Regions from separate parts of the Mus musculus genome. Here regions 1, 2, 3, 4, 5 and 7 are each linked to region 6. A link is a contact called in public HiCAR-type, HiChIP or PLAC-seq and promoter capture Hi-C data. All regions are on one chromosome and are shown on one strand. The core of a region is the stretch at or near the end of the contact, and the rest is flanking DNA. Distances in the headings are between cores, read along the strand shown.

What was found. Promoter capture Hi-C pulls out the DNA fragments that hold promoters and counts their contacts. HiCAR-type assays count read pairs that join an accessible place to other places. HiChIP or PLAC-seq counts read pairs in DNA pulled down with a chosen protein or histone mark. Capture Hi-C pulls out chosen DNA fragments and counts their contacts.
Region 1: a contact with region 6 is called in a promoter capture Hi-C map of liver, with 2.9 times the contacts expected there. The contact joins the enhancer-like site here to the promoter of Lsm14a in region 6. A contact is called at or near these places in 3 of 39 promoter capture datasets (hippocampal neurons and liver), 4 of 115 datasets of contacts at active chromatin or transcription factors (astrocytes, bone marrow-derived macrophages, large pre-B cells and 1 more) and 1 of 9 other capture datasets (liver).
Region 2: a contact with region 6 is called in a promoter capture Hi-C map of liver, with 2.9 times the contacts expected there. The contact joins the enhancer-like site here to the promoter of Lsm14a in region 6. A contact is called at or near these places in 9 of 39 promoter capture datasets (the 3T3-L1 cell line, the HPC-7 cell line, cranial neural crest and 3 more), 6 of 115 datasets of contacts at active chromatin or transcription factors (astrocytes, bone marrow-derived macrophages, embryonic forebrain and 3 more) and 1 of 9 other capture datasets (adipose tissue).
Region 3: a contact with region 6 is called in an HNF4G HiChIP or PLAC-seq map of pancreatic cancer cells. The contact joins the enhancer-like site here to the promoter of Lsm14a in region 6. A contact is called at or near these places in 11 of 39 promoter capture datasets (3T3-L1-derived adipocytes, the HPC-7 cell line, HPC-7-derived erythroid cells and 7 more), 1 of 15 datasets of contacts at CTCF or cohesin (large pre-B cells), 3 of 484 Hi-C or Micro-C datasets (LSK cells, cerebral cortex and regulatory T cells), 16 of 115 datasets of contacts at active chromatin or transcription factors (bone marrow-derived dendritic cells, bone marrow-derived macrophages, cardiomyocytes and 12 more) and 1 of 9 other capture datasets (adipose tissue).
Region 4: a contact with region 6 is called in a promoter capture Hi-C map of second pharyngeal arch cranial neural crest. The contact joins the promoter of Lrp3 here to the promoter of Lsm14a in region 6. A contact is called at or near these places in 7 of 39 promoter capture datasets (cranial neural crest, embryonic stem cells, frontonasal cranial neural crest and 3 more), 1 of 484 Hi-C or Micro-C datasets (the G1E-ER4 cell line), 12 of 115 datasets of contacts at active chromatin or transcription factors (the NIH/3T3 cell line, astrocytes, bone marrow-derived macrophages and 9 more) and 2 of 9 other capture datasets (adipose tissue and liver).
Region 5: a contact with region 6 is called in a promoter capture Hi-C map of adipose tissue, with 6 times the contacts expected there. The contact joins the promoter of Rhpn2 here to the promoter of Lsm14a in region 6. A contact is called at or near these places in 10 of 39 promoter capture datasets (the 3T3-L1 cell line, the C10 cell line, the HPC-7 cell line and 4 more), 4 of 484 Hi-C or Micro-C datasets (CD4 T cells, CD8 T cells, Sertoli cells and 1 more), 8 of 115 datasets of contacts at active chromatin or transcription factors (astrocytes, bone marrow-derived dendritic cells, bone marrow-derived macrophages and 5 more) and 2 of 9 other capture datasets (adipose tissue and liver).
Region 7: a contact with region 6 is called in a HiCAR-type map of fibro-adipogenic progenitors, with 6 times the contacts expected there. The contact joins the enhancer-like site here to the promoter of Lsm14a in region 6. A contact is called at or near these places in 12 of 39 promoter capture datasets (the 3T3-L1 cell line, the C10 cell line, the HPC-7 cell line and 7 more), 1 of 15 datasets of contacts at CTCF or cohesin (large pre-B cells), 3 of 484 Hi-C or Micro-C datasets (the G1E-ER4 cell line, cardiomyocytes and memory CD8 T cells), 17 of 115 datasets of contacts at active chromatin or transcription factors (the SCID.adh cell line, astrocytes, bone marrow-derived dendritic cells and 13 more) and 1 of 9 other capture datasets (liver).

Annotation. Positions count from the first base shown.
Region 1 is chr7:35,354,024-35,358,170 of GRCm38.p6, reverse strand. The region is part of intron 2 of Rhpn2 (rhophilin, Rho GTPase binding protein 2); the gene reads right to left. Gm51476 (a long non-coding RNA gene) reads left to right here. Exons shown (of 4, transcript XR_003946747.1): 4 at 1-966. Among named protein-coding and RNA genes, the nearest start is that of Gm51476, 7.0 kb to the left of the region's middle. Within about 2 kb of position 2,525, at least 34 of the 459 cell types and tissues checked have an H3K27ac peak or open chromatin away from gene starts, as enhancers often do. A contact at or near this core is called in liver, where this site is marked.
Region 2 is chr7:35,293,698-35,297,587 of GRCm38.p6, reverse strand. It overlaps Gpatch1 (G patch domain containing 1), which reads left to right. Exons shown (of 20, transcript NM_026181.1): 10 at 1-104; 11 at 2,037-2,333; 12 at 3,755-3,890. Among named protein-coding and RNA genes, the nearest start is that of Wdr88, 20 kb to the right of the region's middle. Within about 2 kb of position 1,772, at least 4 of the 459 cell types and tissues checked have an H3K27ac peak or open chromatin away from gene starts, as enhancers often do. A contact at or near this core is called in liver, where this site is marked.
Region 3 is chr7:35,162,093-35,165,935 of GRCm38.p6, reverse strand. Gm38988 (a long non-coding RNA gene) reads left to right here. Exons shown (of 4, transcript XR_003946743.1): 4 at 2,380-2,599. Among named protein-coding and RNA genes, the nearest start is that of Gm35889, 5.8 kb to the right of the region's middle. Within about 2 kb of position 2,070, at least 25 of the 459 cell types and tissues checked have an H3K27ac peak or open chromatin away from gene starts, as enhancers often do. A contact at or near this core is called in bone marrow-derived macrophages and pancreatic cancer cells, where this site is marked.
Region 4 is chr7:35,213,809-35,217,865 of GRCm38.p6, reverse strand. It overlaps Lrp3 (low density lipoprotein receptor-related protein 3), which reads left to right and starts at 2,521. Exons shown (of 8, transcript NM_001024707.2): 1 at 2,521-3,010. The coding sequence starts at 2,938. It overlaps Gm24505 (a small nucleolar RNA gene), which reads right to left and starts at 631; the gene lies at 506-631.
Region 5 is chr7:35,332,671-35,336,385 of GRCm38.p6, reverse strand. Rhpn2 (rhophilin, Rho GTPase binding protein 2) reads right to left here and starts at 2,149. Exons shown (of 15, transcript NM_027897.4): 1 at 1,975-2,149. The coding sequence starts at 2,043.
Region 6 is chr7:34,387,062-34,390,961 of GRCm38.p6, reverse strand. It overlaps Lsm14a (LSM14A mRNA processing body assembly factor), which reads left to right and starts at 1,257. Exons shown (of 11, transcript NM_025948.3): 1 at 1,257-1,604. The coding sequence starts at 1,484. It overlaps Gm12764 (predicted gene 12764), which reads right to left and starts at 2,349. Exons shown (of 2, transcript NR_169160.1): 1 at 1,954-2,349.
Region 7 is chr7:35,250,959-35,254,782 of GRCm38.p6, reverse strand. It overlaps Wdr88 (WD repeat domain 88), which reads left to right. Exons shown (of 11, transcript NM_001370886.1): 7 at 2,424-2,611. It also overlaps a transcript of Gpatch1 not described here. Among named protein-coding and RNA genes, the nearest start is that of n-TTagt9, 18 kb to the right of the region's middle. Within about 2 kb of position 2,547, at least 41 of the 459 cell types and tissues checked have an H3K27ac peak or open chromatin away from gene starts, as enhancers often do. A contact at or near this core is called in craniofacial prominence, fibro-adipogenic progenitors and memory CD8 T cells, where this site is marked.

The sequences.
Region 1 (4,147 bases), core at 1,276-3,775, 970 kb before region 6:
CCCCCCCCCGCCCCCATATCTGTCATGAAAAGTCCACTGTAAAAACAAACGGTAATTTCACATTCTGATCCACGTGTCCCTGTTTGTTTTTGCGTGGTGCAGGGATGGAACACAAGGCCTCTGTGACTGAGCCACATCAGTTCTTCATTTTTAGTTTAGAATAATTTCACTGTCTTCCAAACCTTTTAGTAAAACTGTCCGTGTGAGAGCAGGTTCCACGCTGACTCCGGGTCTCCCCCGTGCTATAGAGACCGTGTGGGACATTCTAACAGCCTCTGGCAGGCTGTCTTTACTCGGCCAGTTTGCTCTGCCAGAAATATTCCCGCAGCCCACTCTGCCAGGGATTCAAGTGGGAAAGGGCGGGGTTGGGGGGATGGCCACCTGTGCCCTGTACAGATTGTGACTAAGGCATCAGATCTGTCCCCGGTGTTCAATGAAGGCAGACAGCAGATCAGGCATCAGTCTGAAGGCCAAAGGGGACTCAGGCATCCCACTGCACAGCCACGCTCGAGCCGCTGGTTACTGGCCATGTGAGCACAATCACTAACCTCACACAGCCAAGGCCACCCCGGCCTGAGACTCAGCCTGGCCATCACAGAGCCACTCCTGCACTTGCCTGTCAGTGTATGGCTCTTTCAACCCTAAACTGGTAGCCTAATTTTAAAAGTTCAGCCATTCTAAGATTTTTTTAAAACTTCAGCATGGTGGCACAGGCCTAAAATCTGGAATCTGGAGAGGTGGACACAGGAGAAGCTTGAGTCCCAGGTCAGCCGGGGACACAAAGTGAGACTCCTTTCTCAACAACACGAGACAAAACAAAAACAAAACACAGGGAATGTGTCTCAGTTGGCAGAGTGCTTGCCCATACGTGAGACCTGGGTGTGGTAGCAACATTTGCAATCCCAGCGCTGGGGAGGCAGAGGCAGGAGGATCCTCACTACTTCAAGGCTGGGCTACAGAGTGATTTCTGGGCCAGCCAAGGCTACATAGTGAGACCCTGTCTTGAAAGAAAGGAAGAGGGAAAGAGAGAGAGAGAGAGAGAGAGAGAGAGAGAGAGAGAGAGAGAGAGAAAAAGATGATCTAAGTGATGGATGGCAATGAAGTCTCACCATGTGACAGATCTCATGGGGGCTGTTTACTGGGGAGGGGTTTATAGAGGCTGCCTCTGGGCGGGGGGTGGAGGGAAAAGGAGAACAAGAAAGGAGAGCTTGGCCTTTTAGAACGGGGTGTAGTGCCTGTGCATGGGGAGGATATGTGGCTCCTGGGGATATGTGGGCATCTTGGCAGCTGGTAATAACTATCCTGTTGTTGCTGGGTCCCTGGGGCAGACGATAGAGATGCCTGGCTGCTGAAAGGAAGAAAGAGAGAAGAGAAGAGAAGAGAAGAGAAGAGAAGAGAAGAGAAGAGAAGAGAAGAGAAGAGAAGAGAAGAGAAGAGAGGGGGAAGGTATGAAGGGAGGAAAGGGAGGGGAAGGGAGGGAAAGAGAATGCCTGTGCGTGTTGTGATGCATGTCTGTAAGAGCAACACTAAGGCCGGGCGTCTTGATGCACGCCTTTAATCCCAGCACTTGGGAGGCAGAGGCAGGCGGATTTCTGAGTTCAGGGCCAGCCTGGTCTACAGAGTGAGTTCCAGGACAGCCAGGGCTACACAGAGAAACCCTGTCTCGAGAAAAAAAAAAAAAAAAAAAAAAAAAAAAGAACAGCACTAAGAAGGCTAAGACAGGAAGATCTCCCCAGTTTAAGGCCAGCCTGGGCTATATGCTGCAGGTCAGCCTGGGCCTTACACTGCACACTCCTCCATCCCCACCATTCCTCACAGCTCCCTGCACGGAGCCTGGCCCTGACGAACTCACTCACCAGCAGGTATACAGACACTTGCAAGCCTCAGAGAGAGGCTTTCCCGATCTAGTCTAAGGAGCAGTGTAAGAAGGCAATCTGAAGCTTTAACCAGAATAGTTAAACAGCCTGTTCTTTGACTAAAGAACTAGTTAGTTAAAATTGAACAACCTGGTAACTCGCTTCAATCTCTCTGCCTCAGAAATACCATCTGGTTTCTGCCTCTGTTGTTCTCAAGGGAGGGAAAGGAGCCTGGAGGGCAGATTGCAGCCAGCAGCCAGCCTGAAGCACTTCAAAGCACCAGCCAGCTCCCAGCAAGCTCTAGGAAGCTCACTGACTCTTGGCCGAGGTGGAACAGGGAAGGAGAGGACCTTCAAGGGACCTGAAACTGTGGCACTCACAGCTACTGCCCAGTCATGGTGGCCCTGCAGTTAATGGTGGGGACCCTCATTTCCAAGTCTGCATTCTTGGGGATGTTTTCCCAAATGCCCTCTTGCCTATAATATAATTGTTCTATCCTCATCATAGAATCTTAGTAGGACATCAGGCAATCTAAGGACAGGACAGCCATGTCCAGTGTATGACAGTAATTACCTGCTGCTAGTAGCAGCAGCCAGGGACACTGTGGGGCCAGAGTGAGGCTTGGCCTGATGCCCTCCCTGATTTCAGGAAGCTTTGGTGTCAGGTGAGTCAGATTAATAAATACCTCCGAGTTTCCTCTAACAACAGTCTACCAACAGTCTCTAAACGTAGGTGCACTGAGTCAGATTAATAAATACCTTCCAGTTTCCCTCTAACAGTCTCTACAAGGGACACTTTAAGTGTATCAGTTCCAGGAGAATCATTTACAACCCTGTCCCACCCTATCTCACCTATCAGCTAAACAACTGCTAACCTGACAGTAAGTGTGATTGAGTCTGGCCTGGGCCGCAGAGAGGTTGTTGTCGAGGTTGTTGTCGGCTGGTGTTGTTAACAGAGCAAGGCAGGCAGAGCAGCTCTAGTGTCTGCTATTAAAACAAAATAAAATAAAATAAAATAAAATAAAACAAACAAACAAAAAACCAACTCTAAAGCAGGCTGGCCAGGTGGCTCAGCAGACGAAGGTGCTTGCTGCCGCGCCTGACAACTCGAGTTCGATCCCCAGGATTTTACATGGTAAGAGGGAACTGACTGCACAAAGTTACACTCTGCATGCAGATGCACGCATGCTCACGTGTATATATACGTGCACGAAGAGGCAAAAGCAGGAGAATCTGGAGTTTAAGGTCATCCTCAACTACACAGCAAGTTTTAAGCCAGCCTGAGCTATATGAGATCCTGCCTCACAAAACCAAAGAACCTATCCTGTAGGCCTCTTAAGGGGGTGGGAGAGGGGAGATGGCAGTTTTACCCTCGATATTCTGATGCCGCGTGCTCCAAGCGCCAGAAACGAGACCCTGCCTCCCCAAGATGGAAGGTGAGAGAGCTGATAGCCAAAGGCTGTCCTCCGAGGGAAGAGTCTGCACCCTCTGCAAGCTGGCGCACTGCACGTAAGGGTGTGGGGAGGATTTACGGCTGTCTAGACGCAGGTACAGCTTTCCTGAGTTCTACTTGGGAAGTAACTATTTTATCTCCACGGCACAGCATTGAGTACTGGGCACAACATGCCCACCTGCCTCTCTCATTAACTCTCACGCTTTCCTAGATGGGGGGTGGGTGGGGGTGGGGTTGCTACTTTGCCCAGATGTCTCAAACCCTGGGGTTCAAACAATCCTCCTGCCTCAGCCCCTCAAGTAGCTGAAACCACAGGTATGTGGCACCGTGTCCTGTTTATGACTCCTCTCATTAGAAAGAACGACAATACTAGTAATAGGAGTGTCCCGTTCTTTCTTTTCTGCTGTCCCCTCTCTTATCTATCAACACCCACTCACCAAGCACTGGCCCTACCAGGCACAAGTCTGGGCAGTGGAGAAAGGAGTCATGCCCAGAAGTAAATGCAAAGACAGTAACTGGACCTGTAAACAACATGGCTACAACTGAGGGCTGGAGAGACAGATGCTTAGCAAGAGCACTGGCTACTCTTGCAGAGGACCTAAGTTCCGTTCCCAGCACCCACATGGTGCCTCATAACCATCTGCAATTCCAGTTCCAGGGGGTCTGCAATGCCCTCTTCTGGCCTCCATGGGCCCCAGGTTCCACATGGTGCACACATACATGCAGCAAACACTCATACACATTAAATTAAAATAAACACACATACAGAGAGCTGTGACTGCACTGTCTGTCACAATTCTCCACAAACACAGGATGGACAAAACATCTTTGTCATTAAC
Region 2 (3,890 bases), core at 523-3,022, 910 kb before region 6:
ATCAGAGTCATCTGGGAAAGCAGGGCAGGACGTGGGGACACACAGTAGGCATCAACTCAATGCCTCCAAGCGGGGGGAGTTGCTAGGAGAGATGCCTATTCAAGGTAGGTGTGATGGAAGAGACTGGACTTGTTATGTTTAACCTAATCTTACTCAAGTGGGGAGCTGTGGTTTCCCACTGATGGGGAACCCTAGCAGGCATGTCGTGATTGTAAACAGCGTATAAAAGTGTATACAGACCTTATTCATTATGACTTGGGGAGTTGTTCCTTTTGCCCCACCCACCTTTTAAAGGTCTCATGAAGCCCAGGATTGCCTTAAATTCTCAGTGTAGCCCAGAGTGGTTTTGAACCCTCAGTCCTGCTGCCTCTGCCACACAAGTGCTCAGATCACAGGACTGTGCCACTCACACTTATTTGTTTTCTTTAAAATTTTTTATTTGAGTTTTATTAGAATTTATTAGCCAGGTGTTGGTGGCACAGGTTTTTAATCCCAGCTCTTGAGAGGCAGAGGAAGGCTGATCTCAGTGAGTTTGAGGCCAGCCTGGTCTGCAGAGTGAGTTCCAGAACTTCCAGGGCTACATGGAAAAATCCTGTCTCACCTCACCCCAGTCCCATTTTTTTTTTAAAAATTTACATGTATAAGGGTGTATGTGAATGTGAGTGTGTGTGTGCACATTCATGCTGGCGGGGGCAGAAAAAGGTGTTGCATCCCCTGGGGCTGAAGCTATAAGCAGTTGTGTCCACATCAGTTGTCTACAGAGTGGTATTTACTGAGCCATCTCTCCAGCCCTGCTCCTCCCTCCTTCCCTCCCTCTCTTCCTCCCTCTCTCTCCCTCCCTCCCTCCTTCACTCTTTTCCTCCCTCTCTCTCCCTCCCTCCTTCCCTCCCTCTCTTCTTCCCTCTCTCCCTCCCTCACCCTTTCTTTCTTTCTTTCTTTCTTTCTTTCTTTCTTTCTTTCTTTCTTTCTTTCTTCCTTCCTTCCTTCCTTCCTTCCTTCCTTCCTTCCTTTCTTCTTTTCTTCTTTTCTTCCTTGAGACAAGGTCTCTCTATGTAGTCTTGGTTGTCCTGGAGCTGGCTGTGTAGACCAGGCTGGCTTTAAACTCAGAGAAATCCTCTTGCTTCTGCCTCACGAGTGCTAGGCCTGTGCTGTCACGCCTGGCCTTCCTCTTTTGTTTTTGCTTTTTGAGAGGGGTTCTCACTATGTGGACCCCCACTAGCCTAGACTCATTATTTTGTTCCACCAGCCTCTTGAGTCTGGGGGTTACAGGCATGCACCACCACACCACATACCCTCACTTCTTTAAAAAGTGCCTTTTTACGCTGTGTGTGTGTGTGTGTGTGTGTATGAACCACACCGCCTGTATAAAAGTCAGAGGACAACTTGCAGGAGTCGGTGCTCTCCTTCCACTTTGTGGGTCTTAGAGATTGAACTCAGATCATCAGCCTTGGTGGTAGGAGCCTTTACCCACGGAGCCATCCTATTAGCCTTTTTATTTTATCTGTTAGTTTGTTTATTGAGGCAAAACTTTAGTCTATAGCTCAGGCTGGCTTTGAACTCCTGGTAATCCATCTTGCCTAGCCTCCAAAATAAAGCAGGATCACAGGCATGCACATTGCTGTTTTCTCCAAGCAGTGCTTTGATATTGCTCTTGGCCTCCTTCCTATCTGTAGTGAGAGGGAGGAGCTTACCTGCATTGTCCCCTGACCCTGGTCCACTGCCTGCTATGCCCTTGGTGCCCAGTGAGCTTATGTTGTATGAGTGCTCAGTGGGAGGACTGTGGAAGCCATGACCATAGCCACCTGTGGTTCAGAGTCCTCCTCCTGGGCATGGAGCATGGGGCTTTACACACTCCAGGCATTGGCGCTGCCTCGAGTTGTACCTGTGGCCAGTTATGTAAATATGCAGCTCACAGAACATAGAGATATTGATAAATCAGTCACAGAAACACCTGTGATTATGCACATTTTTAGTAGTGACTGTATGTACAAAAAAGGTCAAGCTGTTTTTCATCTCTTGTTACTGTTTTTATTTAGGGTCAGCTACTTCAGTGTTGGAGTTTCTGTCTCAAAAAGACAAAGAGAGAATTAAAGAAGTGAAGCAGGCAACTGACCTGAAAGCCGCCCAAGCCAAGGCCAGGAGTCTGGCCCAGAGTGCTTCAAGCAGCAGAGCGCAGGCGTCCACACCAGACCTGGGCCACAGCTCATGGCACCTGGCCCTGGGCGGAGGGACAGTCACCACCAGAGCCAACAACTTCAAGCCTTTTGCCAAAGATCCAGAAAAGCAGAGACGATACGAAGAGTTCTTAGTACACATGAAGAAGGGTCAGAAAGGTGGGTCCTGGCCTGGCAGGGTTGGCAGCTTCTCTGTGTGCCCCTCCCCCATCACAGACTGCAAGTCAAGCCGCTTGGCTCTGTCGTTAGTTTTGGTCCACTTGGTATAAATGGTGCAGAGTTTTCAGACCCTCGCTCTAAAAAGCAAATACATAGCAGAAATAGAGTTAAGGCCTATAATTCCAGGACTGGGTGGCTGAGGCAGTGGGATCAAGGGTTTAAGGCCAGTCCTGGCTATGTAGCAAGTCCTTGTTTCAAAACTAAAAACCAAACCAAACCAAAATCATACCAAAGTAGTGATAATTTTGGAGTTTTAGTTCCTTTAGGAAAAAAACCAGAAATATTATCATGGGAATGTGTTTTCATTTTAATTTCAGGTGTGGGATATGGGACTGCTTCAGACTGTCCACAGCAGCTGACTATGATTTGCCTCATGCTCTAGCCAGGGTGTGATTTTGCCAGCTGCAGATAGTTTCTGCAACTGTATGACGTTTGGAATTTTATAGACTTTTCAGAGGGTCTATAAGTGCCAGGACCCTGATAGGTAGTTTTTTGGTTGTTGTTGGTCTTGGTTTGTTAAGCAGTCATACACAAAGAAGAAAAAAGGAGAAGAAATTAGATATCCTGATGGTGAAGATCAAACTTGCCCTGAGGAGCTTGAAGCCCCTAATCAGCAAGAAATAGTCTAATGATAGTGTTGCCCCCTTCTGACCCCTGACTTTATCCAGGGACCTCTTTTCTTTCCTCTCTGTCCTTTTCTCTCTCCTACCTAGTAGTGTTAGGAGGTTAAGGAGTGGAAGAAAATGGGTGAAGAAGGGTGGAAGAAAGAACCAACAAAGTAGCAAAAGACAGCTACACAGAAAAAGGGTAGAGAGTCCCTCCCTAGCACAGGTAGTTGGTTGGATTTGCTAACATCTGGGTGTGCCAGCAGTGCCCTTTCGTCTAAGGTTAGCCATGTGCCAGCCTCCCAGAGCTTCCTCTTGTACCATGTAGTAAGTAGCATTCAATAAAGAGCATCTCGATGAGCTGGGGCTGGACAGATGGGTCAGCAGTTAAGATCACTCGCTGCTCTTGCAGAGGACCTTGATTTGATTCCAGCACCCACATGGCAGCACACCACCATCCATAAGCCCAGCTCCAGGGGATCCAACAGCCGTACATACATGGTGTACAAACATGCTTGCAGACAAAACATTTCCACACATAAAGTAAAATCAATCTGGGAGAATAAAAAGGAGCATCTTAAGGGAAGAGTAATATTGCCTGGAGGTAGCGCGCCCAGTGCCCCCACCTCCATAAGTACAGGGGTCTGGACGCTCGGCCTCCGAGGAAGCACACAGTCCAGTGGTGTCCACTTGGTGCTCTCCCTCAAGCACCATGCTTTCCTTGGGGTAAAACAGTGCCTTGCTCCTGTCCCACAGATGCTCTGGAACGATGCCTGGACCCCAGCATGACCGAGTGGGAGCGAAGCCGAGAGCGGGAAGAGTTTGCCCGGGCAGCCCAGCTCTATGTGTCCTCCAACTCCACCCTGTCCTCCAGGTTCACTCACGCCAAGGA
Region 3 (3,843 bases), core at 821-3,320, 770 kb before region 6:
TGCAGTCAGCCTCTCCATCCCTCCCTGTGTGCACCCAGATTCCCAGCTGGCCACAAGAAAAGGGATCATATCCCTACTTTTCTCTGCCCTGAGTCTATTACACATCTGCAGGGAAGGAGAATGTGGGGATCAGGGTCCTGAGATGGCCCCTCACAAGGCCTTGGAGACTAGTCATCCACGAAAGGGAACCCAGGTTCTCTCTGTTTCTCATAGTTACGGAGGCCTGAAGCTCCTTGTGCAGCCCAGACTCAGCACAGCTCAGTACTCACGGGGCCTCTGATGAGACAGCTGCTCCTACAAGGTCACGGACATGCCTTGCACACAAAACCCCTCAAGTGTACTGCAGCTACATCATATAGTCACGGTCCAGAGACATCACACAGCATAGAGTAACGCATGCCACAAGTGCCATACAACACATCACATGCACAAAATACACATACCACACAGATACGACCCATGTGTCACACCACACACTGATACATGCTACGCACACATGGAGCACACAACCACACAGACATAGCTCAGATAATTACAATACTCACCCAAACATGTGTTCCCACCCGCCAGAGCATATGTACCACACAGACATAGCCCATGGATGTCACACAGACACTTAACCGTATCCCCGCACAGAACTTATATATGTCATACTGACATAGGCCACAGGTGTCACACACACCATACATGCACAGAACATATACACACCACCCCCATACACCCCACAGACATCAAATAATGCACAGACAGATGTCACTCTGACCTCACCTACAGACACGCAGTGTGCCCTGGCTCACCCTGCCCCCATCCTGTTGCACACAGACCGCAGAGTCAGTAGAGCAGACTGACAGAAGCCCTGGAGCCACATGGCCCCTTCTAATTCCCAGACCTTCTCAAACTTCCACTTGGCCACACTGGCGCTTCAGAGGGCCAGGACTGAGGAAGAAATGGAAGGGGTGGTGGAGAACTTGCGAGACCAGAGCCAGCAGGCAGGGGTCAGGGTGCAGCTCCCGGTAGAGAGCTGGAAGCTTTGGGCTAGGGGACAGCCTCAAGTGCCTCGGGAGAGCCAGGTGTCCCTCCCTATACCCTGGAGTCTGAGTATACATAGAACCCCACTTAGTTCTTCTTGGTTGTCTGATAGGACTCCCTCCCTGCTATCCCTTGGCTTGGCACACAGAACTTCAGATGGGAGTCGGGGTCCCTATACCTGTGCCTATAACAAATGGCCTTTCCTACAGGAGACAACTATGGTCTGAGCAAAGAAACACCTTCTGCCTCAGGCCACAGGAAGGCCTGCCCCAGACTTTGGATTTTTGAACAGTGAGCTGACAGGGGCAAAAGGGCCATCTTAGAGATCAAGGCCTTCGGGGCTTCTGACTCAATGTTTGGCATTCCACCCTGGAGCTAGACCCTGCTAATCCAAAGAGCCCCAGGCTCCACTAAAATGTGAACCAAACCAACTGGTGGCCATTTGGGAATTAGTTGGAAAGGGTGGGTCAGGGAAAGCAGGTGAGGTTTTTATGTGGGCTCCTGAGAACAGCTGGCTTTTCATTGGCCTGAGGGCTTTCCCAAGAGGTCAGAGGCACTGGGCAGTGGGATTCCGAGCAGCCCACGCCTTGCTCAGGGCGGGCCAGCTCTGCAGCAGCAGGATGCAAAGGGTGAGGCGCAGCCAGGTGTGGTGGTGATGCACGGCTAGGGGAGTGCTGGGAGGGAGCTTTCAAATTAGAAGCTAGCTTGGGCTATAGAGTGGGGCTCTGGCCACTGCTCACTAGGCTTCCCTGCCTGAAAAACATCAGTGGTAGCCGAGGTAGAAGCCACTGGAGTCATAACCTAGAGATCCATTAGAAAGGACAGCATAACAGATACCTTCTCTCTGGAGACTTCCATGCAATGTCTGTCTTAGACATCCTGCCTAAATTGGCTCTGCCGGGACCCTGCAAATTCTAACCTCCATCTCCAGCTCTGACCCCTCAGAGGCTGGTGAGCCAGCCGACTTGGGCAGGAGTCATGCTCCCAGCAAGGACAAGATGAAACTAGGAAGTGGCCCCAGTGCTATTCAAGTGTCCGCCTGCCATTCTTTCCGGGTGTGGGGGCGGCTGCTCCTAAATAGGGCCTTAGTCACCCTCTGTCAGGAACCCTAGACTGAATCTCTGGGAAATGCCACAGGCCGTCACAGCTGGAGTCCTTGGGGCTGACCCAAAGGCCCACACTCAAGCTGCATGCTGGGGACCGGCCAGGCTCCCAGCCTGTGATAGCTCTGCTGCCCGTTGGTCCATGGACAGCCAGCCTGTGAACTAGACCACTCTGTCTCTCTGCCAGCCCCTTGCTTTCTCATGCAGAGGTGAGACAGAAAGATTCACCCTGAGTTTCTTTTCTCAGGGACTTTCTGGGTTCCCAGTCCATTCAGGAAAAGCTGACATCTGGAACCTTTGAGGACTTCTATATACTGACAACCTCTGAATGTACCTTCTGCTGGATCCCAACCCAGCAGGACATCTTCCCTCTGTCCCATATCAAGACCTTCACAGAGCCAGGTGCTAGCTCTTTTTCCCCTCCATACAGCAGGCTTTGAGCCTGGGTCCTGTGGATGCCCTGGGGTGCTTCCATCACTGGAATGGCTAGTTTGATGTCAATTAGACACAAGCTGGAGTCATCAAAGGGGAGGGAACCTCAATTGAGAAAATGCCTGCAGAAGACCTAGCTGTGGGCAAGCCTGCTGGGCACATTCTTAATTAGTGACTGATAGGGGAGGGCCCAGCCCATTGTAGGTGGTGCCATCTCTGGGCTGGTGGTCCTGGGGGTCTAGAAAGAAAGCAGGCTGAGCAACCTATTGTTGAGTAAGCCAGTAAGCAGCACCCCTCCATGGCTTCTGCATCAGCTCCTGCCTCCAGGTCCCTTCCCTTTTTGCATTCTTGTCTTGCCTTCCTTTGGTGATGAACAGTGGTGTGGAAGTATGGGCCAAATAAACCCCTTCCTCCCCAAGCTGCTTTGGTCATGGTGCTTCAGCACAGCAACAGTAACCCTGAGTAAAGCTATCACAGACTGGTGAGGGTGCAGCTTTCCCATTGCCAGCAGGGTTGGAAGCCTCTCCTGGGAGTTTCTATGCAAAGTGGGCCAGAAGGACCCCGGTTAACCTCAGGAGCTCAGCAAGTATATGCAGTCCCAAATTGACAACTTGATGCACTTTTGTTGTTGTTTTTCTTTATGGTGTTGAGAAAGGGAAATGCATTCAATAGAAGTCAAACTTCACATTTTCGATGTGGCTCTTGTCTCAGGCATGTGGCATTTGTGATGATGGGCAGTGGACAGCTGCAGCAAATCAGAGCTCCTGGGCAGCCCCGGGATCACAAAGAGAGAATTGATGTTCTCCACCGTTCTGGGTTCTCATGCTCTGATGCCTGGCACTGCAGATGTACTCGGGGAATTCTTCACTCTGTCTAGTTTGTACCACTATGTCAAAAAAAGACCCGAGATTGGGTCCTTTAGAACTTAAAGACTTTACAGAGTTTAAGCTGGGTGCAGTACTATACTCCTGCGATTTCAGCTGTGTGAGGGGCTGAAGCAAGAGGCCAGCCTGGGGAGCCCAGGGGGACCCTATCATCAAAGCTACCAAGCAAACATTTTAGTTTGGCATCCAGTTTTGGAGTCTTGGGAATACAGAGTACAGGGTCAACCTCTGATTAGCATGTGATGAGGGCTTTCTTGGTCCACCATAACATGGCGGAGGATATCACACGCTAGGACAAAGCAAGTCTGCCGCCTCTGGTCTTTCTTCCTATCGTGGGGAATTGTTCTCATGTAACCCCAATAACATTCCAAAGTCTCAACCTCAAATACCATTCA
Region 4 (4,057 bases), core at 1,272-3,771, 830 kb before region 6:
TGGACCCAGACATGGCCCCAGTGGCAGCACAGGCTAGGACCCCACCATGGTCCCAGGTGGCATTGATATGCCAAGCTGTTCCTCACTACTCTCAAGTCCCCAGTTCTACCTCTCTTTATTGTGCCTACATCCCCCTGTTTCTCTTAGCTTCCGTTTCTGCATCACTTGCTCCTCTCAGCAGCACTCAGGGCCTCTGAGTGTCTGGGGTCATCTCAGGAGTGATCTCAGGAGTGCTGTGACTTGCTCATGCATTCCACGCAGGGCAGGGGTCATCTCAGGCCAGGCTGTGCTGTACCAGACTGGTGGTCATCTCAGGCTCTTCCCCTGGCCTGCCCAAGTAGTCCCTTGTGAGGGTTGTCTGTCTGGGGCTCGCCCCTGCCTGGGCCTTGTTGTCCTAAGTGTGGGTCTTCTAGTTTCAAGCTTGCTCCCAGTCCTGGGAGCCCATCTGGGCCTGCCTGGTGCCAGACTGGTATCATCTCAGACTTGGTTTTTTTTTTTTTTTTCTTCAGGGAGTGTTACAGATCATTCAGATGTCCACAGGTCAGAACAGTAAGTGTAGACATAGCCTCTCTCCTCTCTGACGCCTACTGATGCACATGGGGACACAGCAGCCACACCTGCTAGGGGCAGGCAGGTTAGTCTGTGTGATGCTGACTATTCTAGGCACCTCATTTGAATGGAATCATATGACACCTGTCTTCTGTGATTGGCTTGTTTTACCTGGGTAATGCTCTCAGGATTCATCCACGTGTCATCATACATCAGAATGTCCATCTTCCTAGACTGAGTATATTCCATTGCCCAGGCCAGTGTGCCACATCACAGCTGCTCATTAATCTGCCAAAGGATGCTTTGATTGCTTCAATGTTTTATCAATAATGGTGAATGGTGTATAGGAACCCCTGCTTTAAACTCCAAATATGTACCCAGAAATGGAATTCTTGGCTTAGATAATATGTATGTATATGTATATATGTGTGTATACATGTGTTATATATGGATATAGATGTATACATATACACACATGTGTATATGTGTGTGTATGTATATGTAGCTGGCACACACACACACACACAGAAAGAGAGAGAGAGAGAGAGAGAGAGAGAGAGAGAGAGAGAGAGAATCCATGCCATTCTGCTTGTTTCTTTCTTCCTTTCTTTCTGGGGTCATGGTGGTACAGGTCTGGTCATAAACTCAAAAATTCCTCTTCTGGATTATGGGCTATTTGCAATTGCAATGTTATGTGTGATGCTTGCATGTGCCACCAAGTATTTTGCTTGCATGTGTCTATGTGAGCTATACATGTGCCTGGTGCCCGAGGAGGCCCGAAAAGGCTGTCAGACACCCTGGAATCGGAAGTGTAAACCAACGTGGGTGCAGGAACCGAACTCAGGTCCCCTGGAAGATCAGCAAGAACTTTTAACCACTAAGCTACCTGTCCAACCGCCGCCCCCTCATTACCCGATTTTAAAAACCCTTTAATACTTACTGGGAAAATCTACTCTGGCATAATCACAAAAGGCTTAGAAGGAGAACAAGAAAGCACAGAAAGACTCAGAGTTCCCCCAAAGAAACACTTTTGGTTCCTGTACAGTGAAAATGAAGTTAACGAATTCCTGTGTCCACAGCTTTCACTAATGGACCGTTGTTTCCCTCAGCCTTCATAATCTTAATGAGTGGCAGTGCTTGTGAGGGCACGCACAAAAGCTAAAGACCATGGGTGTGTGTGTGGAAGGTGAGGCTCACCCCAGCTTGCGGAGCCTCCTTGCTCGGGGGTATTTGGGGACCTCTGATTTAGCATCAGTTTTAAAGAACAGCTGACCTCAATTGACCCCAACTCCTCAATTCCTCTTCCAAGTTCATTCTGGTTTTTGCCTCTCCTGGATTCAAACCCTTGGTTGACAGGTTGTCTCCAGACTACAACCACACGCTTAAAAAGCATACATCATCGCGGTTCCCTAGAGGATGAGGGGGTAACTGAGCTGGTCAGGGGCACAACTGGGTGTCCAAAGTCCTCTCAGGGTTCTCATCAATGTCTCCACACAGGCCTCACTTTTTACAAGGGAGCCACTTTAGAGACAGGATGAGGTAAATGAGAAGGACAGAGGGCCAGCAGGAGGAGAGAATTCCCAAAGCAAATCAGCCAGGAACGCATTGCATTAGGAAGAAGTCAGGTCCCAACCTTGGGCCTCGACTCATTGTCTTGGCCCCCATCAGCCCTTTCCACGCCATCCCACCTCAGTCTCCCTCTCTTCCCCAGCACAGTCGCCTGGCTTCGGGAAAGAGACCAGATCTTGGGATCAAAGGGCGAAGGCGAGCGCTTCCCCGGACCATAGGCGCAATGCCAGCCCTAATCGCTGAGCCAAGGTTCAGAGCTAGCGGGTTCCGGTCGGAGCCGCGTGCGTGGAGCTGTCCAGCACCCCGAGGCGGGGCGTGCGCCCCCCGGCCCGCCCCAGCCTCCTCCGCCCGCCCTGTCAGCGCCACTGCGGCTCGGCGGGCGCGTCACGTGGCTAGCGCGGCGCGGCCTCCCGGCTCCGGGCTTAGGCGAGGGGCCGGCCGGGAGGACGGACGGACCGAGCGACGCACCCTCGTAGGCACCGTGCGGCGCAGCGCGGGCGGCCCGGGGACCGACGGGCAGGGCGCGCCGGGGCATGGGCGCGCCGGAGGTCTCGGTGCGCAGGCCGGGCTGGGCGCGCCGGCCGGGGCTCCGGGACAGCGGCGGGCGAGGGTCTTCCCTGGCGACCGCCGCTGAGCCCCCGCGGGGCCCGTGACGCCGCGGCCGATGTGGCCCCGCGCGTTGCGGGCCTGCACCGCCGCCGCACAAAGACGCCGCCGCAGCCGCCGCCCGCACCCGGGCCGCAGCCGCCGCGCCAGCCCTAGCCCCAGGCGGAGCCCCGGCCGCAGGGCAGCAGGCGTCCGCGCGCGGCCCGCCCCGGCATGGAGAAGCGCGCGGCCGCGGGGCCGGAGGGGGCGCCGGGCGCCAGGGCGCCGCTCGCAGTCGTCTGCCTGGGTGAGTGGGCCGCGAGGGGCCGGGCGGGATGGGAGGGCTTGGAGCCTGCACTGCGATGGCTTCCGCGCCCAGGCACCCTTGGGCTGCCGAGGAGGGAGCCTCCCACCACAGCAGAACCCCAGGCCCGGAGCTGGGGGACGAGAACGCTGGCCTTGGGTTCCTGGGAGAGGCTGGGGTCTTCCTGATGCTTTCCAGCCCGGCCTGCCTGAGTGGTGCTCTGGCTTCCAGAGCTGTGGACAAAGGCCTGGACTACTGCTCCCTAAAGAAGGAACCCTTTCCTGCCTGGAGTCCTGGACAGGCCTGGGAGCTAGCCAAAAGATGGGGACTCAGCATGGGGGCTTGTGGCGGGGGGGAGGGAGGCAGATGTGAGAACTCATTTTCCCATTGTGTCTTCCCAGACCCAGATGGTCATAGGTCGGTTCATCCCTGATGGGGGTTGGGGGGGGGGGTCTGAGTCTGTTCCGGGGAGGGCCAAGAACCCGCCAGGACTGGAACCTAGGTTAGAAGGCTCCTTCCCTGACCAGGAAAAATTTCTGTCCACTTTCCCAGAGCCCATTGCAGGAGAGGGGAAGGAAGGAGTTAAATCCCCAACCCACATGGTTCTTTATTTACCTTGATGAAGGAGGGAGGCCCTTAGAAGAGCTGGGTCATTAGGGGACACCCAGTGATATCACTGTTGAGGGCCTAGGAATGTGACAGGCTCCCTAAAACCACTGAAGTGACAAAGTTGTGAGGGGTGTGGGGCAGCTCTTTCTTTTTAAACTGTAACTCTCATCTGGCCTCCAGGAATAGAGAAGGGTGAGTGTCCAGGAGAGGACTACTGCACAGGCTATGTGAGCTAATCTAAGCAGTGGCTTATATGCCCTGAGTTCCTGCTTCACCTGCTGCTAGTGGTCACTGTGTCTGGGTCCTGGCTATTGTGTTTCCCAGGTGGGCAGGGCAAAGGTGAGGGCTTCCTTGCTCAGGAGATGCCCGTGTCTGGGTCTAACAGAACCAGAATGCCCTGGGGGTGCAGATGGGGTGAATACCCCTATTTCTTCATCAAAT
Region 5 (3,715 bases), core at 900-3,399, 940 kb before region 6:
GTCATATGACTTACATCAAACTGGCTCAGGGCACAGATTAGAAAAACGTACCCCAACCCTTTTATTTTCCTGATACAAAAGGCAGCACTCTGCAGACTGGCATGATTTAACTCAGACACAACACAATTGCAGTGACAAGGGTTTCAATTCTGCACAGATGTTAGTTGTAAAATTCATCAGCCAGCATCAGAGAAACTGCACCTGAGAAATACCCAAAGAACTGGAGAAACGGCTCAGTGGTCAGTTAGGCTTGCTTACTGTTCCTGCAGAGGACCCTAGTTTGGTTCCTAGCACTCATATTAAGTGGAAGTTCGCAACTACTTGTAATTCCAGTTCTAGGACATTTGGTCTTCTCTTCTGGCCTCCAAGGCGTGTGAGCGTGCATGCACATACACATACACTTAAATCTTTAAAAAACATTCAGGCTCCAATCTTTTCCCTTCCCCACCCACATCCTCTCCTGAGATTCACTGCTCTGAATGGGTGCCACAGGAGAACTTGTTCTGAAAAGCTTGACGCCCTCCAGAGTATATTTCATCCTCTCTGACTTCCTGCCTTCTCCCCACCAAGAAGCTGCCACAGGTCCACCAAGCCATCTGTTCAGAAGACAAACAATCTAGCAAGAACTGATATCCCACAAAGAGACAGCAACTTGCTGGAGGCTGTAAAGCAATTTTGTGGGGGTGGCAGCCAGGCCCTAGGGCCTTAGGTTGGACATCTTGAGATTCCCAGGCCAAGCAACCTCCTGCAATTCTGGCCTGTGATCCTCTGGCCCAAATGCCACACATAATTAGAAGTTATAATCCTGTAATTCCATGATGACATCTTTCAACTTAAATATACTTTAAAACTTTTTTAAATGCCAAAAGGAACTTTAAAAATTGCCCACTGTCCCCACCTGTCTCCAGATTTCCCTCTTTTCTATTACTACTTCACGTGTGAGCAAAAGTTCTTTAAGATGCCAGAGTCCCGCGGGAGAAGGAAGCTGCCAAGCCCATTTACGAACAATTAAGAATTGATTGCTCTGTGGGAAGCAGTTTCACTTCCCTATTCATGACTGCTCGCTGCGCCTTCGATCGTATCAGTTAGAAAAATATCCACGACAATCTCTCAACCCACCAGGTGATCCTTGGCCAAAGTCCAAAAGCTATTTTTAGACTCTCTAGGGACCCAAGAGGAAGGTGAGGAGTCTGTCACAGTGATTCGCACCTCTAAAGTGCCTTTGAAAGCCAGCAGCTGTTGGGCAATCCCAGCACCGCTGTGGGCGCCTAATGGGGTCGCTTTTGAGGAACTGAGTTCCAGGGCGAAAGGCAGTCGCATTAATTGCCCAGGAGCGCCAAGACGTGCCAAGCGCGCAGAGTCCAGTCTCGCCCTCTCGGTCTCTCGGACAACCAAATACAGATAAATCCACTTTGGAAGAGTGAGACTCCGGTTCTCTGGCTCTCTTGGGCGAGGACAAACGAAGGGGCACGCCCGAGGTCCCCTTGCAGCATCCACTCTCCCTTACCAAGAAGTCGAAGGGGGCCAACGCTGAAAGCACTTGGGAGGCAAAAGAGCAAAACTCGCCCTCCAGATGCACCATGGCTAAGCGCTCGGGTGGAAACTGAGCTGCGGTATAAGTGCAGAGGGACCGACCGAGCTCGCCAGCGTGGCCAGGAGCTGGTCCTTTCCCCACCAGCGCGAGAAGCCTGGCAGGGCCATCCGGATCACCTCCCCAGGTTCCCACCTGCGTGTGGCTTGCCTGTGCACCTGCACGCCCCAGCCCGGCTGCCATCTGCTCGGGGCTCCAAGCCCCGCGCAATCAATCCCCTTTCGACCCCCCTTCTCCGCCCTTCGGCCCGCACCAACTCTGCGGGTCTCTCCCTTCTCCTTCCCCTCCCCCTCCAGTCCAAGCCGACCCCCGCCTCAAGCCCCTTCAGCACGCTCCGCAGTTTGCCAGGACAGAGAGAGAGGGTCTGTTGACTCGCCACTCACCTTTCGAAAGTAGTCGTCACCCTCTTTCTCCAGCGGCTGGGGAGCCGCGGGTAGCAGCGTATCGGTCATGCTGGCAGCGCGGGAGTCCAGGGTGAACTGAGGTGCAGTGGCTACTAAGGGCCCCAGGAGGCGCCGGGACCCGCCCCCGCTCCCGCCCCGACCAGCCAGCCGCCCTGCCGCCCCGCCCGAGCCCTAGAGCGCCAGATATCTGGAGCTCCGCCCCTCTTAGCAAGACCTGGACCTAGGCAGATCCCGAGCCTGGAACTCAGTTCTGCCACCTAGGCCCCGCCTTCAGCCTCCCAAGAGGCGAATCCCAAGCCCTACAGTTCCGCCCCCCGCATTTGCAGTCCTCCTGCATCCCAGAGTGAGCCCCACCCCTGATCTCTGGAGCCACGCCCCATCTCGCCTAGGCCCCGCCCCTCCACCATCCAGTCCTACCGGAGGCGGATACCTAACTCTGTAGCCTCGCCCCGCTCAACTAAGGCCCCGCCCACAACACGCACGGTCCTCCTCCAGCCCCGCCCGAGGCTGAAGCCAGAGCCCTGAAGCCCTGCCCTTGATTGTATAGACCGCGCCCCTGCCCCATGCAAGTGTTAAGTGCTGTCTGCCGCGAGTCTAGAATGGAGCTCTTGCTGAGCCTTCGATCTTAATCTGAGTGTTGTTCACAGCTCACTACCTTGTGAGCGTTAAGGTGGCGCAGCCAGCGGGATCGGGGTTTCAGCAAACGTAGCGAAACCCAAATTCGCCCTTTCTCTGGAGCCCTAGGAATAGTAAATGCAGAGAACTAAATACGTTTGCTTTCCCACTCAGGGACGCGGACATTCATGACCAGTTCATTCGCTGCTCGGAAGCTTTTAAAGGCTCTGGCCAGGAAGGACGGAAAGCTGTTTGCAGGAGAGGAGGCCTCCGAGCGCTTGGGTAGCAGAAGTCGTCGGGAGAGGGGGCCACCTACTGAGCAGGCTTTGTGCACAGGAATTCTGCAGGTGTCTTTAAGGATGCCAGAGTTCCCAAACTCGGTTTTCTCAGTTCTCAAGCCCAAGTGATTTTTTCTCTGGCTGGTCTCGTGTTATAGGTATCGATGTGGTTAGTACAGGAGTAGCAGGGGGTTCCTTAGGCTCGGGGTTCGCGGAACCTCCTACTGGAGAGTAGGTAAACTGGCGTCGGATATTGGTAGCACATCGGGCTACATCTGCAGGAGCCTAGAGCCCCCAGCCTGTAGACTCCTTCCTCACCGCCGCCACCACCACCAAAAAACACCTTTGTCTTCTGCCTTTGGAGGTCTGTGGGTCGCAGTGTAAACCTCAGATTCGGCTTTCAAAACTAACCAACCGTTTTCATGCTCTTTAAGAAGTGTTTTAGGGGCCAGGGGCGTTTAATTTCAGGACTCAGGAGGCAGAGACAAGCGGGTCTCAGAGCCAAGGCTACACAGAGAATCCTTGTCTCGAAAAACAAAAACAAACAACAAAAATGGTGTTAGTATGGCTGCAGAGGTGGCTCAGAGGATAAAAGTGCTTGCCGCTCAGCCTGACAACCTGAGTTCCATTCCCTGGAACCCATAGGGTAGAAGGTGCAAAAAAGAACTTCCACAGGTTCTCTGACCTCACACGTGCGCCATGGCACATGCATTCCCCCTCCAACCCCCCAGCAAACACACAAAATAAATAAATGTAAAAACATCGAAAGTAAATAAATATATATTTAGACGGTTCGAGAGGTTTAAAATAAGTTCTTGAAAATAAAC
Region 6 (3,900 bases), core at 8-2,507:
AGTGTCTAAAACCAGAAACCCTTCCTCAAAATATTTGCATTCTAGCCAAGAAGGGAGACAAACACTTATGACTAAATAGACAAATGCGATGGGGGGTAGGGAGGGAGCAAGGCAAGAAGAGGGGTGTAAAGCGAGATCTACTGTAGTTTTGTAAATACATCACCTCTTAGGGCAGCTTTGAGCAGAGTATAATGAACTGTGGAAGCTGTGAGAAGAAGGGATGCTTGGAACAGTATGGAGCTGTGTAACAACAAATTAAATCATCCATGCCCTCATAAGCCAAACTAGGAAGTCTGGTTTTCACCTTGTGTAAAATGTAACCTGTGGAGCGCACTGAGTAGACGGATGTTATCTTGAGTTGAACAAAAGTCCAAAATCTCTTGCTACTTGAACATGATTCCCCCTGACTGCTGTGTTAAGAAAAACCTAGTAGGGGTAAGAGAAATAGAATTCTTCGGGAGCTACTGCCAACAACTCTGGCCAGGGTAACTGAGGCGTTATATAGAGCTGTACGGATGGAGACGGTCCAGCCTGAACAGACAAGATTTATAGTTAGGACAGGTGTGGAGGTGTAAGACAATCCAGGACTGGGGTCTTAGCTACTAAGCAAACGTTCCCGGTTCATAGTTACCTCCGAGAACAAGCTAGAGGGACGAGTTTGGAGTAAAACCGAAGAGTTACATCTCTGGATGCAAAGTTTTAAGATGCCAATTTGGTATCCGATCGGAGAGATGATCGTTATTAAGAAAGTGGAGCTGACATTAAGTGATCAAAGCGGCAGAGAAACACTTGGACTGGTGTTTCTTGCATAGTTAGTGACCGGGAACATCTTGAAAGCTAGGACACGGATCAAGCCGCATAAAAAGGGTTGGACTCAGTTTGGGGGACAGAGTCCCAGAGCCTCCCGGAGCGGCAGCCCTTGGAGTGTGAGACTCCTCAGGCGAAGATGGCTGCTCTGGCGTTTACAGTGAGAGTTCCGTGGCCCGCGGAGAGCGGCTCCGGAGCTGGGAGGCGACCGCTTACAAAGACTCTGGGCTCGTACCAAAGTGCAGCCCGCCTAGAAATGGCAGAGGCCGCAGTCAGCATCACCAGGCGGGATGGGCCCTCGTCTAGTCTTCCCGCGACATCTAGGTGCCGTGAAAACCTTCCACGTCGGGAGCGCAAGCCAAGCGCTCTGGGCCGCCGCGGAAAGAGCCCGGGACCGTCCGTGAGCTCGGCGAGTCTCGCGAGAAAGCACGCCGCCTCGCCCTCCCGGCATGCCCTGCGCCGCCGCCGCTGCTGCCGCCGCCGCCGCCGCCGCGCCGCGGTTTGAGGGCGGGAGGCTGGGGGAGGGTAAGCGGAGCCGGCGCGGCCGCCATGTTGGTTCTGAGGCGGCTGCTGTGAGGCGCCGACGGAGGGAGCGAGCGAGCGGGCGGGCGGGCGGAGCGGCGGGCGCAGCGCGGGATCTGACTGAGTGCGAGCGGCGGGCGACGGCGGCGGCGCCATGAGCGGGGGCACCCCTTACATCGGCAGCAAGATCAGCCTCATCTCCAAGGCGGAGATCCGCTACGAGGGCATCCTCTACACCATCGACACCGAGAACTCCACGGTAGCCCTCGCCAAAGGTACGGCGGGGCGGGCCTCGGGGTTTTGGGGGGCGCGGGTAGAGCGCCCCGCCGCCCTCGCGCTCTTCTCCCTCTGCGGTCCTCACGGGCCTCGCTCCCTCCCGGCCCCCAAGCGACAAGGGCCGGGCTGCGGCCTCCCCGGGCTCCCCGGGCTGCTTCCTTTCCCCCGAAGCTCCGCGCCTTCCATCCGGGGAACGAGTGCGCGGCGCCCGGGGCGGGGCGATGCTAAAGTCCCGGGAACCAGCCGGAGAACACACCCAGGTTCGCGGCTTCCAAGACCGAAATTCGGTCGTTCCTTCTTCGGAAGCGCCGAACAAAGCCGGAGGAGTCGAAGAATCTTGACGCCTACCTCGAGATGAATGCGGATGTGTTGATTCCTCGGGCACCCATTTTCTCAGCGTTCTTCGTCTGGGTCGGTGGCGACGGTTGTCGAGTGAACTCCTAAGGAGTGTGCTCCAAACTTTGGGTTTGCGCCGCAGACTTGTGATCTCGAAAGGCCGTTTCGTACCGTCCAGTCGATCGCATCCCGTTTGTCTCCTCTGTGATTGTTACCTGTTATGCCGGAATTCTTATGCAACCGAAGGGTGCGCGTTAAAATGCTTGCTTGCTGTCCCCATGGGCCAATTTTCTGGAACCCTGGTAGAAAGGAAAGTTTAAGTTTTGATGATCCGGGACTCTTGTACACACTTCAGAGCGAGTACTATCGGGGCGCTGACCGACTCCGCTGTACTTGGGGAGAGGAAGTTGTGTGGAAGGGGATCCCCCCCTACTTACCCCAACCCCATAGTCTGTACAGTCGATACAGTCAATTTGTGGGTTTTGTTTCCGTTCACGCGTGCTAGTGACAGGAAGGCACAAAGAAAATAAACTTGAGTTTCTGATCCTAGGGGAAGTCTTATAACAGTTTCTGATACCAGGGAGGTCTATTTTCCTACCACACCTAGTAGAATTGTTAAGAACTAAGTATGCTAGGAAAAAAGGTCCTAGGGATAGCAAGATTCTAAATCTAAAAGCATTTTTTATAGATGCTTCTTTTAACAGTTTCAGTTTCTTGAATTATACCTAATAGGGGGTAGGGGTGTGGCTTGATTGACAGCTCTTCTCTAGCAAGTGGGAGATCTGGGTTCCCTCCCCAGAACCACAAAAACAAAGCTTAAAAAAGGGACACTATAAAAGAGTAGGGTGATGTTTTCCACAGTTGCATTGTGATACTTACATAACTTTTGGCAATTTACTTAAAAAAAAAAATCCTTGAATCAAACACTGAAAAGTCAAGGAGTCTGCTTTTTAAAGAGCAGTATGAGGCTTGGTGCTGTGACACTCCCCTGTAGTCCCCGATATGCAAAATCAGGGCTGCTAAAGCAATACAGCTAGGTCATCTCAGTCGATGCTTAAATGCATAAAACCCGGTTGGCTCCCCAGTGAGAAAAACCGAGTGTGGGTGGTGCATGCCTGTGATTCCACCAGGGAGGTCGAAGCAGGAGGTCAGGCATTCAAGATCTGCCTGGTACACATGAAACCCTCTCAAAGAAGGCCAAAACTGAGACTCCAGGAACTACCCCATAACTTTCTCTTTGCCTTATGGAGTTTTGTAACACATTGCCTCTTAAAGAACCTGCTTTCATCTTTGTAGATGTTCACTATACTTAAGGATGTATGATTCTCCTTAGTAATTACTGAAGCCTTGACTAATAGTGTGAAGCTGGGCTTGGTGGTACGGGCCTTGGTGCCGGCGTTCAGGAGATTAGTGCCAGGTGGATCTGAGTTCCAAGCAACCCTCATCAATTTAGAGAGTTCCAAAACTTCCGAGTGAGACACTGCCTCAAAAACAAATGAGAGTTGACTGTGATGTCCTTAAACAGCTTGATGGTGTTAGTTTTAATGACTTTATTAAAGGGTGGGTAAAGCTCTCACCAGGTGTTCTACACACTGGTTGAGAACAGTATTTCTCGCTGAAGTGTTTTTGTAGAGGTTTGGGGATTATTCTTTGCATGGTCTCATGTAGCTTGGGCTGGCTTTCGTCAAGGATGACTTTGAAATATTGATCTGCCAGCTTCCAATTTGAATTCCTAGTCCTCTAGCCACCGCCTATGTGCTAGGATTGTAAGGCATGAGCCAGACTTAATAACTTTTTAAAAAATATTTTTTATTCATATGTGTGTGGTCTGTGTGGTGCTAAGTGCATGTGAGTACTGGTACTGGCAGAAGCCATAGGTGTCAGATACACACACACACACCAGCTGGAGAACCACCTGTCGTCAAATTCAGGTCCTCTGGTAGAAGAGTAGTTTATGCT
Region 7 (3,824 bases), core at 1,298-3,797, 860 kb before region 6:
ACATGCTTCATTGCGTACTGTTGAAGTGGTTACATTCATAGGGATTTTTGGTGAGACCAGATGGCTTTATTTTTCTATATTTTTTAACATATAGATTTATGAGAATGTGAAACAAGGCACAGCGTCAAGTTTTAAAGGTACAAGAGAAGATAAGGCGCAGTAGAAGTATCTCTGGGTTCATAGACATTCAGTTTCCGTCCCCTTGCATTTAATCCCCAGGCCCCACATGGTAAAAGGAGACGACCAACTCCTCCAAGTTGAACTCTGATCGGCCACATTCATTGTATTACACACGCACTCCCGCACATAAACACACATGCAAAATAAATAATACACGCAGCACGAAATAATAAAAAGTAAAAACAAAGCAAGTAGTTTGGGCAAGATGACATTTTCATTATTTATGATGAAATGCATGCAACATAAAATTTGACCATTACTTTTCAGTGCACAGTTCACTGGATTAATCACATTCATGGTATTTTGCAACCTTCCCTATCTATTTCCAAAATGTTTCACCACACCAAAGGGAAATAATATCCATTAAGCAACGGCTTCCCGCTCCCGGAAGCCCCTGGGAGCCCTTATTCCAGTTTCTGCCTCTGTGAATTTGCCTAGTTTAGATATTTCTATAAATGAAATCACACTTGTCCTCAAGTGACTGCCTTTTTCCATTTGAAATGATTTTCAAGAATCAACCCTGTTGTAGCATATAACAGAACTTCATTTCTTTTCATAACTGCGTAATACTCCATTACATATAGACACATATAGATACATACAGATACATATGGATACGTATATACATATATTGATATACATATATAGCATGTTTTATTTATTGGTCTGTTGAAGGACACTTGCTTTATTTTTATGCATCTGTCTGAGTTTCCATTTTTTAAATTCTTCTGGTTAAATGACCAAGAGTGGAAATGGTGGGCCAGATGGTGGTGCTAGGTTTATGGTTAGCTTTTTCTCCTTTTAATTTTTTTTCTTAATTTCTTATTATTTTATGTGTGTGGATGCTTGGCCTGCACGCATGTTGGTGAACTCTATGTGTGCAGTGCCTGTAGGGGCGACAAAGGTTGTTGTGTCCCGTAGAACTGGAGTGACAGACAGTTGTGAGCAGCCGCCACGCATCAACTGAAGAGCAGGGAAATCTTGTGTGTGTGTATCTCTGGTCCACGTCTGGCTTCCTGTCTGCTGTTTCAAGTTTCCTGTGTTCATCTTTCCTGTCTACTTAGAAAAGACTCTTCAGCTGTTCTTTAAAACAAACTTTTTTTTTTTTTACCATTATTTATCTATCTTGCATTCTTGAGAGGGAGGAAAGGAGGGGACTGGAGAGATGGCTCAGCGGTTAAGAGCACTGACTGCTCTTCCAGAGGTCCTGAGTTCAATTCCCAGCAACCACATGGGGGCTCACAACCATCTGTAATGGGGTCTGATGGCCCCTTCTGGTGTGTCTGAAGACAGCTACAGTGTACTAATAATCATTAAAATAAATAAATAAATAAATATTTTTTAAAAAGATGGAGGGAGGGGAAGAGAGAGAGAGAGAGAGAGAGAGAGAGAGAGAGTTGTGTGTTTGCAGCACATGTATGCTAGTCTGTCCACAGTATCTTGCTGGCCCACCACTCTTTTTGAGAGCAATAATATGCACACATATATAATATAATTATATATACTAGGTGTGTATGTATAGGTATGTGTATATATATAATTCATTTTTATTTTATGGACATGGGTGTTTTGCTTGCATGTATGTGTGTGTGAGGTGTCAGAAGCTCTGGAACTGGAGTGACAGACAGGTGTGAGCTGCCACTTGGGTGCTAGGAAACGAATCTGGGTCCTCTGGAAGAACAGTCCCTGCTCTTAACCGCTGAGCTGTCTCTCCAGTCCTGAGAGCAATAAATTCTTAAGAATTTTCATCTGGCCAGGTGTGGTGGTACACACCAGTAATCTCAGTACCTGGGAGTCAGAGGCACCAGCCTGGTCTACACAGTTAGTCCCAGGACAGCCTGGGCTATGCAGTGAGATCTTGTAGAAAGAATTGTCATCTGATGATGCCCTGTTTCATATCAGCTGACTGTAGAAATCTTGGTTGGCATTCCTTTTCCCTTTTCAATTTTTTCCTCCCCTCCCCTCCCCTCCCCTCCCCTCTCCCCTCCCATCCCCTTCCTTCCTTCCTTCCTTCCTTCCTTTTTAAACATGACTGACTGTTGTTCCAGCCCGGCCTGGAGAGAGTGAGGCTGAGTGAGGCTCAGTCTGGAAAGCCCCAGCTGGACCATGGTACATCGTGATGAGAGGAATGATAGCCACGCCCACATGGGAAGTGGCATCCCCTCTCCATCCAGAGTCCTATCAGGAGGGTTCTGGGGTCTCCCTGGAATGGCATGTTAGCATGCACCCCACCTGTGTTTCAGGGCGCATTACAATGCCATCTCAGACTGCTGTTTCACCTCCACTGGCCACTTCTTATGTACCAGCTCCTGGGATAAAAACATAAAAATCTGGAATGTCCACACGGGGGAGTTTCGAAACCGCGGAGCCTGCGTGACTCTGATGAAGGGCCACGAGGGCTGTGTGAGTTCCTGCTGCATTGCCAGAGACAGTGAGTGACAAGCATGCACAAGGACCCCTTCCCTTCCCCTCCCCCTTCTTTTATGTGTTGCATCCTGAGTGTTGGGATCACAAATGTGTCCCACTGCGAAGCCACATTCACCGTTATTTGCCGCACAGATGCTGGAAGGCAGAATCTGTGTGGACTTTCCTGGGTGCAGACAAGAGATGACTCTCCATGATTCTGGCGGGAAGGTGACGCCCCCTCCCATCTTCTCGTGCCACCCACCCCCTTCCAGGTCGACCACAAAAGAAACCAGAAAAGAAACTTTGAATTTTTTTTTTTTTTGAGTGTGTGTAAAATATTTATTCAGGTTGTCTTAAAATGGTATTTCTCAAAGTGTGGTCTTTAAACCATTTTGCAGTTTTCTTAGTCTCACACAAGACCGACAGAATTTGAATCTTTGAAGGGGGCTGCAAGATGCTGTATCTTAATAAGCTCCGCCATGTGCACACACATAACAAGAGCCCACCCCCTTAAAGGAAATACTTTCCAGTGTCTGCAGTTCTGTGAAGCTTTCATCCTGAATACCGTACAGGATCTCCCGAAGGATGCTTAAAACACCCCTTCCTGCCAAGGTCTTGCACACCTGAGCCAGCTTTCCTCCTTTAGCAAAGCCACGCCCTTCTGCTTCTCCTCCATATGACATTCCAAACATATGCATGCACATACCACACACACACACATACACACACACACACACACACACATACACACACACACATACACACACACACATACACACACACACACACATACACACACACATACACACACATACACACACACACACATACACACACACACATACACACACACACATACACACACACATACACACACACATACACACACACACATACACACACACATACACACATACACACATACACACACACATACACACACATACACACACACACACACATACACACACACACACATACACACACACACATACACACACACATACACACACATACACACACACATACACACACACATACACACACACATACACACACACACATACACACACACACATACACACACACACACACACACCCCGATTCTACTGAAAAGTGTGTTTGGCTTGTATATGTGTGAGAGCACAGGGCTCCCCAGCCATTACACACATGATCAATGTCCTATCTTAAGAACTGTTAAGGGCTTTCTGAACACCTGTCCTGCTCCAGAAAGCATG